Linked DNA regions of Mus musculus: region 1 is linked to region 2. The links are chromatin contacts, called in public HiChIP or PLAC-seq maps. All regions are on one chromosome and are shown on one strand. Each heading gives the region's core, a stretch centred on a gene start, on an enhancer-like site or on the middle of the called end of the contact. The rest is flanking DNA. Distances are from core to core; before and after follow the strand shown. Region 1 overlaps Sik3 (SIK family kinase 3). Region 2 overlaps Sik3 (SIK family kinase 3).

The links. HiChIP or PLAC-seq counts read pairs in DNA pulled down with a chosen protein or histone mark.
Region 1: a contact with region 2 is called in an H3K27ac HiChIP or PLAC-seq map of neural progenitor cells, with 4 times the contacts expected there. The contact joins two enhancer-like sites. A contact is called at or near these places in 4 of 484 Hi-C or Micro-C datasets (LSK cells, bone marrow-derived macrophages, liver and 1 more), 8 of 115 datasets of contacts at active chromatin or transcription factors (CD8 T cells, the HPC-7 cell line, cardiomyocytes and 4 more) and 2 of 9 other capture datasets (adipose tissue and liver).

Annotation. Positions count from the first base shown.
Region 1 is chr9:46,155,345-46,160,200 of GRCm38.p6, forward strand. Sik3 (SIK family kinase 3) reads left to right here. Exons shown (of 25, transcript NM_027498.3): 4 at 35-196. Among named protein-coding and RNA genes, the nearest start is that of Apoa1, 71 kb to the right of the region's middle. Within about 2 kb of position 1,342, at least 55 of the 459 cell types and tissues checked have an H3K27ac peak or open chromatin away from gene starts, as enhancers often do. A contact at or near this core is called in neural progenitor cells, where this site is marked.
Region 2 is chr9:46,050,800-46,056,191 of GRCm38.p6, forward strand. All of the region lies in intron 1 of Sik3 (SIK family kinase 3), which reads left to right. Gm46110 (a long non-coding RNA gene) reads right to left here. Exons shown (of 4, transcript XR_003948323.1): 4 at 1-5,392. Among named protein-coding and RNA genes, the nearest start is that of Gm46110, 26 kb to the right of the region's middle. Within about 2 kb of position 2,707, at least 49 of the 459 cell types and tissues checked have an H3K27ac peak or open chromatin away from gene starts, as enhancers often do. A contact at or near this core is called in neural progenitor cells, where this site is marked.

The DNA.
Region 1 (4,856 bases), core at 92-2,591, 100 kb after region 2:
GGGTGGGTACTGACTCTACTCTTGTTCACCACAGACCACTTGGTAGCCCATGGAAGAATGGCAGAGAAGGAAGCTCGACGGAAGTTCAAACAGATCGTCACAGCGGTGTATTTTTGTCACTGTCGGAATATCGTTCATCGTGATTTAAAAGCCGAAAACTTACTTCTGGACGCCAATCTGAATATCAAAATAGCAGGTGAGGTGTGTGTGCACGTGCGCATGTGTGTGTGTGTATGTGCTGAAGACAGGAGTCATGGTTAAAGTAGGGACAGTTTAGGCTTTTTTAAAAATGAGAGCTGGGGCTTGTTCATGCTGAGGGCACTTTTCTCACTGAGCTACACCCCCACTCCAGACTTCACTTTAATAACCTGAAAATTAATAAACTTCCAAAGGACATTTTAAAATATAGTATTAGCAGGAACTCTTTAGGAAGAAAGAAAAAGGTAGTATTTCAAATTCTATTACTTTGATAAATCCTTTGTCAATAATGAGGAGTAGACTATTTTTTTTAAAGCAGGAAGGAAAACTGCTGAAATGATGTGCTCAGCTTCTCCTGCCAAGGCTGTTTGCACTGCCCCAGCCCCAGCCCCAGCCCCAGCCCCAAACCCCAGCCGCGCCCATTCCACAGGCTGTGCTTTACCTGCAGACTCTAAAGTTTATTTGAAGCTGTCTCATCTTTTTTAAATGAGAAAAGGTGGGTTTAGGATATGCAGATTGAGCCGGGTGTGGTGGCGCACGCCTTTAATCCCAGCACTCGGGAGGCAGAGGCAGGCAGATTTCTGAGTTCGAGGCCAGCCTGGTCTACAGAGTGAGTTCCAGGACAGCCAGGGCTACACAGAGAAACCCTGTCTCGGAAAACAAAACAAAACAAAACAAAACAAAAAAAGGATATGTAGATCGTCCTGAGTATTTTCTCCTCCTACATACATAGATACCTGCTTCCAGCTCTCATAAGCCAGTGCGTGAGCAACTCAATCAGTTTTAACCTGTTTTTATTTCAGCTCATCACTCATCATGTCCCACCACTCTGCCTAGCTAACTTGTACATTCCTTCCTTACTGGTTTTTACTTGTTGCTCTGACCTGTCAGCATTTGCCTGACAGATGCAAGTCCATCTCCTACTGATTAGCAGACAGAGAGTGTATAGCAACTATAAATAGAAAATAGGTGGTTTTTTTTGTTCTTTGACAGTTTCTATTAATACATTGTATGTCCAGAGGAAAATAAAGTAGTTTGTGCTGAAACTGAAGTATTGTTTGAATGTAACCGCCTTGCACAGCCAAGGACTCATAAGCTGTCCTCAGATTTCCCTGTAAGCAGGGCAGGAGTTGAGAGTTCAGATTTATATCTTGTTCCAGGTCAAAGCACCTGAGCAAGGCCCTGCCAGCTGTGGTGCTTCTGTCTCTTAGAGGCAGACCTATCCTTTTAAGTCCTAGGAATAGTGTGTTTCCATCCCGGTCTCAGACTGACGGCTGTGCTTGTGTTCTGAAGCTCACATAGTCTTCCACTGTGTTGGGCCTTGGCATGACACAGCAGGCAAGAGTCAAAGGCTTTCTTTATGGCTGGAGACTAAGCCAGGCACTGTGACTCGTCCTGCCTTCGCCTGTCAAAGGACATTACTGTGCAGGAAACCATGGTTTTCCTTTGTCTTCATGTCAGTTGTGGCTATTCCCATAGAATTAGGTAATGTGGAAAGACCTGGCAATGTCAAACCTTCTTTTGTAATTACCTTTTTTTTTTGTAGCTTCAATGAAATGAACTGTAAACAGCATATACTGAAGCTCTCAGAACTCAGACATGTGACATGGGATTTGAAGGCAGCCTGGATGCATTGCAAGACCCTGTCTTATAAAAAAAAAAAGTGCATTGCAACAGGCCTCTTAGCTCCTTACTGTTGGTGAAACAAATTAGCACAAACTCCAAGGCTGCAAGCACGGTGGTGTTCTAAGTCAGCTCTGGAGGTCAGTAGAATAAAAAACATCCGGTTAGCAGCTGTGGTTCCTGGAGGACCTAGGGGGAAAGCCCAGATTCTTGCCTTTTTTACCTTGTAGAGCGAACCTGCCTTTCTTGGCGCAGGCCCCGTCTTCACAGCACTTCCCAAACTTCATGGTTCCATTGTGGTGACTGTTCTCCTGATTCCTGGTACTAAAAGGAGCCCTGTCATTACATCAGGTCCTCCTAGATAATCCAAGACTACCTCCACAGTTTCCTGATATTGACTTGGTCACTTCCATAGAGAGCTCCTTTGACATTCACGAGGATAGGATGCTTGCCACATGGGTGTGTTGGAGGACACAAGCCATTCCCATGCCATCCCCAGAGCCCTTCCCATGCCATCGGATTATTAAGTAGTTGAAAGAAAGCCCTTCTTTATATTTTATAATTGTATTCTGCATATGTGACCTAAGTTTAAAGTGGTTTTTTTTTTTTTTTTTTGGTTTTGTATTGTGTTGTGTTGTTTTATGCTTGGTTCATGATTTTTACGTCAGGGCCATTCTGATTAAGTTAAGGAAAATTCCTGTGTCAATTAGTTTTTTCTGGAGAAACCAAAAATAAAAGCAAAGGTCATTGATAATTGAGACTAAAATTACTGAAAAATTAGTGGAAGGGGATTTTTTTTTTTTTTTTTTTTTTTTTTTTTTAGTTTTTCGAGAGAGGGTTTCTCTATAGCCCTGGCTGTCCTGGAATTCACTTTGTAGACCAGGCTGGCCTCGAACTCAGAAATCCACCTGCCTCTGCCTCCCGAGCACTGGGATTAAAGGCGTGCGCCACCATGCAGAAGGTGATTTAAAAAAAAAAACTGGAGGTGGGGACTGGAGAGATGGTTCAGTGGTTAAGAGCACTGACTGTTCTTCCAGAGGTCCCGAGTTTAATTCCCAGCAACAACATGGTGGCTCACAACCATCTGCAATGGGATCTGATGCCTTCTTATGGTGTGTCTGAAGACAGCTGCAATGTATTCATATAAATAAAAACATAAATAAATCTTTTAAAAAATTTTTTTGGTAAGTCATTAAAACAAATCCAAGCAGTTGCAGTAAGAATGTACCCACTGGAGTGTGAGTGAAGCTGCTGGGACGCTGGCAGCCAGCCCTGTGCCCTCTGTGTTCTAACACATAGGCTTTGGCACAGTTTTAAAGTTCAGTTTAAGTGTTTACATTAGTATTTGTTTTCAGAGCAAAACAAAGACTAAATTGGGACTGTAGTTCATGGTTGCCTACAGTGCTAAATGTTTATCTTTGGGTGACTGCTCATGCGCTCTTTTTTTTTCCATGCCCCCATTATGTGGTTTCTCAGTCATTGCTCGAGCTTGGGGTGTTTGCACAAGTATTAGATGGGATTCTCATTTACACTTGCCCTATCTTCCTTGAACCTAATGGATCACTAGGAGAAATGCCTTTACTGAAGTCCAAGTAGAACCCGAGTAACTTCAGAGTGGACTGGGTGATAAGTAATGAAATCAATTTTATTTCTAAGAGTGTAAAGCAACTATTAGAGCCCTGTTCCTGTCAGTGGTCATTTTGGATACCATATTCGAAGCCTTAGGAAGAAGCTACTGTATATGAAAGACATATATTTACAAGAGAGAAAATGAGCTTTTTGGTTGTGTGTGTGTGTGTGTGTGTGTGTGTGTAAGAATCATCTTATATAGCTCAGGCTGGCTTCCAACTCAAGAGCCTCCTACTTCAGTCTCTCGCTAGGTTATAATGTGGTCATACACCACCATCTCTGCCATTCTGGGGGTGGGGAGGGGAAAAGAGTGTTAATAAACCAAGCCAGAGATGTTATCAGTCCTGGAACGCCTATCTTAGCCACTAGTGAGGCTAAAGTAGCAGAATTTTAAGTTTGAGGCCAGCCTGGACAACGTTTGGAGACCCTATCTCAAGAAATGAAAGTGCTAGGCAGAATGCTTACCTACTTTCAGGTCCTGAGTTCAATACAAAAAAAAAAAAAACCCCAAATCCTCAGTCTTTAGTCCCTCATCTTTAAATTATGTGTGTTAAGGAACAACTTATTTTGGACTAATACAGATTTTAATTATGAAATGTAAGCAGTTAACATTTTTATGCCAGTTATTTATACAAGTGGTTTTTGTTTTAAAAGCATTCTGGTAGCTCAGCTACTAAAGGTATTTGCTGCCAAGTTCGATGACCTGTGTTCCATTCCCAGCACCCATGTACTGGGAGGAGGAAACTGATGCTGACAAGTTAGCTGTCCTCTGATCTCCATGCACACACTATACATGTGTTGCCCTCCCCAATAAATAAATAGTTATAAAAGAAAGAAATTGGGGGCAGGGTCTCACTGTATGGTTCTGGCTGGCCTGGAACTATATGTAGACCAGTCCTGCCTGCCTCTGCCTACTGGGATCCAGCACACCCAAGCTGTTCCTGTGGGTAACTGTTAACACTTGAATGCAGAGGCAGGATAACTGCTGGGAATTCAAGGCTACCCTTAGCCACATAATGAATTTGAGGCCAGCCAAGACTACAGAGTAGGATCCTATCTCAAATAAACTGTGTCCACTGTGGAAGATGAGTAAGTTCTGGTTTCATTTGTATTATATTTGCTTTTTGAGGGACTTCCTATCAATATGTGTTTAGTAGTTGATACTACAGATAGCTTACTACATAAGCTGTCTATGTGTCCCTGCTAGTCTAGTGCTAGCCCTGGTGAAGAATATGGTCCCTTGGTGTGAGGGTAGGCATGTGGATAGCTATCAGAAGAGTCAGCTGTAATTCTACACTTCATGGTTTTTTATGTCTTTTCATTTTTCTTTATCTGTTTCTAGAGAGAAGAAAAATTCACTATATAGTTGGGTTTTTCTTCCTGGTTGTGGAATTTAGAAATTCATG
Region 2 (5,392 bases), core at 1,457-3,956:
GCTTTTCAGTTTCTTTGGAAAGACACTTAGGTCACAGTTGCTGACCCTGTGATAAATGGATGGTTAGTTGTGTGTTTCGGGTTCTGTCAAGAAAGGTTGTGGTCCCTCATCCCCATAGGCAGGGCCCGCCTTCCTTCCTTGTATCTTCACCAGCATTTCCTGTTGCCCACGGCTCTTCTCCAGTATGTAGTGATCATTTAATCTGCAGTTAAATGACAAGTGCTGTTGCTTTTTGTTGTTCTGTTGTTTTTCGAGACAGGGTTTCTCTCTGTAGCCCTGGCTGTCCTAGAACTTGCTCTGTAGACCAGGCTGTCGTCAAACTCCCAGAAATCTCCCTGCCTCTGACTTCTGGGATTAAAGGCACGCATCACCACTGCCTGGCGATGTTAGTATCTTTTATAAACTTATTTGCCATACTTATTTAGTGTTTGTTGATGTAGCTGTTTAAATCTTTTGTTGCCCATTTTTGTTTGTTTTTGAGACTCAGGCTGGCCTCAGTCCCGCTCTTCCTCAGCCTCTGAGAGCTGAGAGTCTTCCACCCATGCTTTCTTTAGGCCTTTTCTCGACTATCCCCTCTGCCCCCTCTCTCCTTCCCTCCCCTCTTTCTCCTCTGTGTGTGGCACGAGTGGCCATTGGAGTGCCAGGGTAACTGAGGAGGTCAGAGAACTGTGGGAGTCAGTCTCTCCTTTACCATGGGGCTCCAGGAGTTGAATTCAGGTTACCAAACCCATGCCTTTATTAGCTAAGCTATTCTATGCTCTCATTTGTAAATTAAGTTTTTTGTTCTTATTGTTGCATTTAAGATGTCTTTATGTAGTTTTGTGAATACTAGTCTGTCATTAAATAAGTAATATGGAAAGCTTTTCTCCTGGCCTGGGGTATGTTGTCTGTCCTTTAGTTTTTATCATTATATGTGGTGTTTGCTTTTTAGTTGTGGTAAATGATCCTCAGGTGCGATGGTTAGTGTTAATTGTAAACTTGACAGAACGTAGACTCATTCGCCTGGGAAATGGGCCTCTGGGCCTGCCCCTGGGGGGTTATCTTGGTTGTGTTAATTGACATGAAAGATCCATCTTGGTGTGGGTAGGAATATTTCCTTGGCAAGGGGTCCTGGGCTGTGGAAGATGGAGACAGTGAGCTGACCAGGAGGAAGCATCCACTGGATGCAGTGCTGACCGCTTCAAGCTCCTGCTGCCTCCACTTCCCTGCTCGGATGGGCTGTGGCCTGAGCCACGAGCCAGAAACAACCCTTGCTCCCATTCGTTGCTCATATCAGGGTGTTTTATCACGGGGGCAGGAAAAGACACCAGGTAAGGACTCTTCTCAGCTGGGTAAGGTGACATAGACCCTCTGGAGTTTAGGGACGGTAGTTCCGGAGTTGAAGCCCAGAGAGGGAAAGTGGGAAAGGCCTTCCCCAATGGGCTTTGTATCTGCTTTACTTAAACCTGACTGCGGTCGGCAAGTTCTTGAACATTATTTGTCAGAAAAAAAAAAAGAAGAAAACTTTCCCCCGCCCCAAACACATCTAGTTTTATTCTTTGCACTTTTAAACACTCCTAGGTGAATATAATGAAGCTGGGTGTAGCGGCATACACCTTTAGTCTCAGCACTTGTGAGGCAGAGGCAGGCACATCTCTGAGTTCAAAGCCTACCTGGTCTGCATAGAGAGTTCCAGGACAGCCAGAGGTACATAGTGAGATCCTGACTCAAAAAGAAAGGGGTGGTGGTGGGGAGACTGGAATGAAAGTGAACTGCCAATCTTAGTGAGTATTTTTCTCCTCCGCCCTTGACCTCTGAGTCTCTGGTTTTCATCAACATCGTTTGTCCAGCGTCCTGAGCTCATTCTGCTGTGATCTTTCATTTTCCCCTTTACTTTTTTGAGCCAGGGTCTCTGTAGCTCAATAGCTCCAACTGCACTTGGTCCCTTAGTCTTCCTCTAGGTTACGGGGTTATAGGTTTCAGGTCATGCCCATATGCTGCTTCCGTGTCTTCCGACTTCTTCCCAGTAATTTACTCCTAGACTCCACCCCAGAAAGAAAAGCACTTGGGGCACCCATGTGATGATGTGCAACCACCTGTACCTGTAGCTCCAGGGGATCTGACACCCACCCACTTCTGAACTCAGGGCTTCTGGACTCACATGTGCACAGACCTCTACACACACATACACACACAATTCTTTTTAAGAAAGACAGACCTGCACGTTGTACCCAATGTGGTTTTCTGGCTTTTTAGTTATGCGATTTGCTAAGACAGTCTCATAGTTCACGGGAGCCACCAGTCGCTTGAATTGTGCCTGACTTCCAGTTGGTGACATTCTTCCTGGCACTACTCTGCTGCATATGGACACCATGGTTGGTCACTCAGTGAGTCACTGCTCCCGCATCTTTGTTCCTCTCTCATGCCATGCGGATCTCCAGCTGTGGGTGAACAATGTTGTCCTTTTCTGTGGCCCCGTTCTAGGCCCAAAGAAATGATTTAATCGTATTAATTTGTTCTATTACTAATTCATGAGCTCTTGCCACATCTGTGCTTGTTGTCCTCTGTGAAAGTCTTCTCATTTGTCTGTAGCTGGCTTCACTTGTCTCTCCTCCAATGACTGTTTTTTTTTTTTTTTTTCTGAATCTTTCCCGGCTTCCCTCAGGCTTGTGTCATCTCCCTTGGTCACAGCTGGCTCCACATTTTAGCAGAATGACCTAAAAAGAAAGACAGAAAAACAACTCTTGTTCTGTATTACTTCTTGTGTAATACCTGAAGCACAGGTTTCCTAGACTGTCCTGCGTGCCTGCTGTGCCATGTTTAGTTTTAGTTTTTTTTTTTAATTTATATTTTTATTAGGTATTTTCCTCATTTACATTTCCAATGCTATCCCAAAAGTCCCCCATACCCTCCCCCCCACTCCCCTACCCACCTACTCCCACTTTTTGGCCCTGGCATTCCCCTGTACTGGGGCATATAAAGTTTGCAAGTCCAATGGGCCTCTTTCCAGTGATGGCCGACTAGGCCATCTTTTGATACATATGCAGCTAGAGTCAAGAGCTCCAGGGTACTGGTTAGTTCATAATGTTGTTCCACCTATAGGGTTGCAGGTCCCTTTAGCTCCTTGGGTACTTTCTCTAGCTCCTCCATTGGGGGCCCTGTGATCCATCCACTAGCTGACTGTGAGCATCCACTTCTGTGTTTGCTAGGCCCCGGCATAGTCTCACAAGAGACAGCTCTATTTGGGTCCTTTCAGCAAAATCTTGCTAGTGTATGCAATGGTGTCAGCGTTTGGAAGCTGATTATGGGATGGATCCCCGGATATGGCAGTCTCTAGATGGTCCATCCTTTCGTCACAGCTCCAAACTTTGTCTCTGTACATGCTCAGTTTTAGCCCAGGACTTTGCATACATTCTGTCTGCTGGACACACTTCCTCTGTATGCCTGCCTTGTATTTGATTTTGTGTTTGGAACGTAGGTGTCAGTTTCTCAGCTACTGTTTTCCTGACCTCCCATTTGCATCAAGATAGAGTCCGTTCCTTTGAAAGCATAGCGAGGTGACCCACCGACCTAGAGTCCTAGAGTGTCGAAGCAGACATGTGGGTGTTACTGCTGCCAGGGGGCAATTGGGCTGAGTACTTCTACAGAGCAACTTAGCTACTGAATGATTTAGTGTCAGTGAAGAAACAGTGAGACTTACGATGCATTCATTTTATAGATGAGGTCATTGGAAAAAAGACTGTGAAGTCTCTTGTCCTGTCACATAGCTGTTTGGTAGCAGAGTTGGGATTTGAACCCAGACAAGCCTGTGCTCTCTGTACTGTAATGGTGATTGCTGCTGTCATCTGCTCCTGTGGTTCCTACTGTCCACCCTCCTGGGGAGACTTTAAGCCCTTGAGGTCTGAGTATTTTGACTCTCCAGTGCCTGGGCAGGTTGTTGGTTCTTGTTACTGAATAAATCATGCCCCTCCCCCCTCTTCTTCCTTGGGGCTTTCAGTGTGACTTTCCTGTTGGCCTTTCTTCTGCTTCCAAGTCCCCTGGGTGGAAATCCCTTGTGTATTTTAAAATATAGCCCCTCTGCCTATTAAGTGTGCTGTTTGTACTGTGGAAGTAAGAACAATTAGTATATGCACTCTGGTTCCTTTCTCTCATCTTTCACTTTGCTGGAGGTATCAACTTTGGGCAGCTAAATGTCAAAAATCTTAAGTGGACACTTAAAATACACAAAGGGGGGTGCACATAACATACATACCCTTCTGATCTCTCTGTCCCTCTGTCTCTCTGTCCCTCTGTCTCTCTCTGTTTTTCTGTCCCTCTGTCTCTCTGTCCCTCTGTCTCTCTGTCCCTCTGTCTCTCTCTCTCTCTGTCCCCCCCCTCGTGTGTGTGTGTATGTGTGTGTTGCCAGGTATCTAACATGACATCTTGTGCTTTCTAGGAAAATACTGTCTGTCACTGAGTTGCTCCCAAGCCAAGTTTCTATTTTTAATTAAAAAATTAAGGCATGATACTTTGTCATTTTGCTAGATGACACATCAAGGGAATTGGGATCAGGACAATGATGGTGGTGGTAGTGGTGGTTTGGTTTTGGTTTTGGCAAGGTAGCCCTGATACACCTGGAACTAGATATAGGTAGGCCAGACTGGCCTTGAACTCCAGAGATCAGCCTGCCTTGTTCTCCTTAATGTTGGGATTAAAGACATGGTCACTATGCCTGGCTTCATTAATTTTTTTTATTACACTGATGAGTTGATTGATTGTGCATGGGATTTTTGTCTTGTGCCTGTGGGATCAGAGCACAACTTACAGTCTTGGTTCCCTCCTTCCGCCTTGGGGGTCCCAGGGATTGAATATGGGTCATCAGGCTCCTTATTCCATTTTAAAGGCCCCATCTCTTATCAGGATGGGACCTGAATTTTTGGGTGACATTCAGAGTGTTGCATATGGTAGGGATATGGAGATAGCCGAAGTGCCATTTTACACAATGTTCATGGAAAGACAGTCACAGTGCTCACAGAGTAACAGGAACAAGCTTCACTGGGGCCTGATAGACCCGGCACCTCCTAGTGAGGCGCGGACACTAATGTTGGAAAGTACGGTTTTACTCTGGAAAGGAAGGTCTAATTCAAGCCACGGCGTTCCTTGTACAAGTTCCCCACTGGGCAAGCCAGCTGTCCTCTGCAGTGGAGGTCTGTGATGAAAGATGGGTGTCTGGATGCTGGAGGACAGGGCAGATGTTGAGGGTAAGGCTTTTGAGATTAGCTGCAAGGCCAACAGAGAAGCAGCCAACCAGAGTGTAGCCTGCCTCCGCATGTGCTCTAGGCCTGGAGGAAGCAGAGTGGCCCGTCATAGCCGAAGGACTCAGCCTCGTCCGGTACTTCAGGTTAGTAAGTATGTCGGTGTTGTTCCTGGGCTT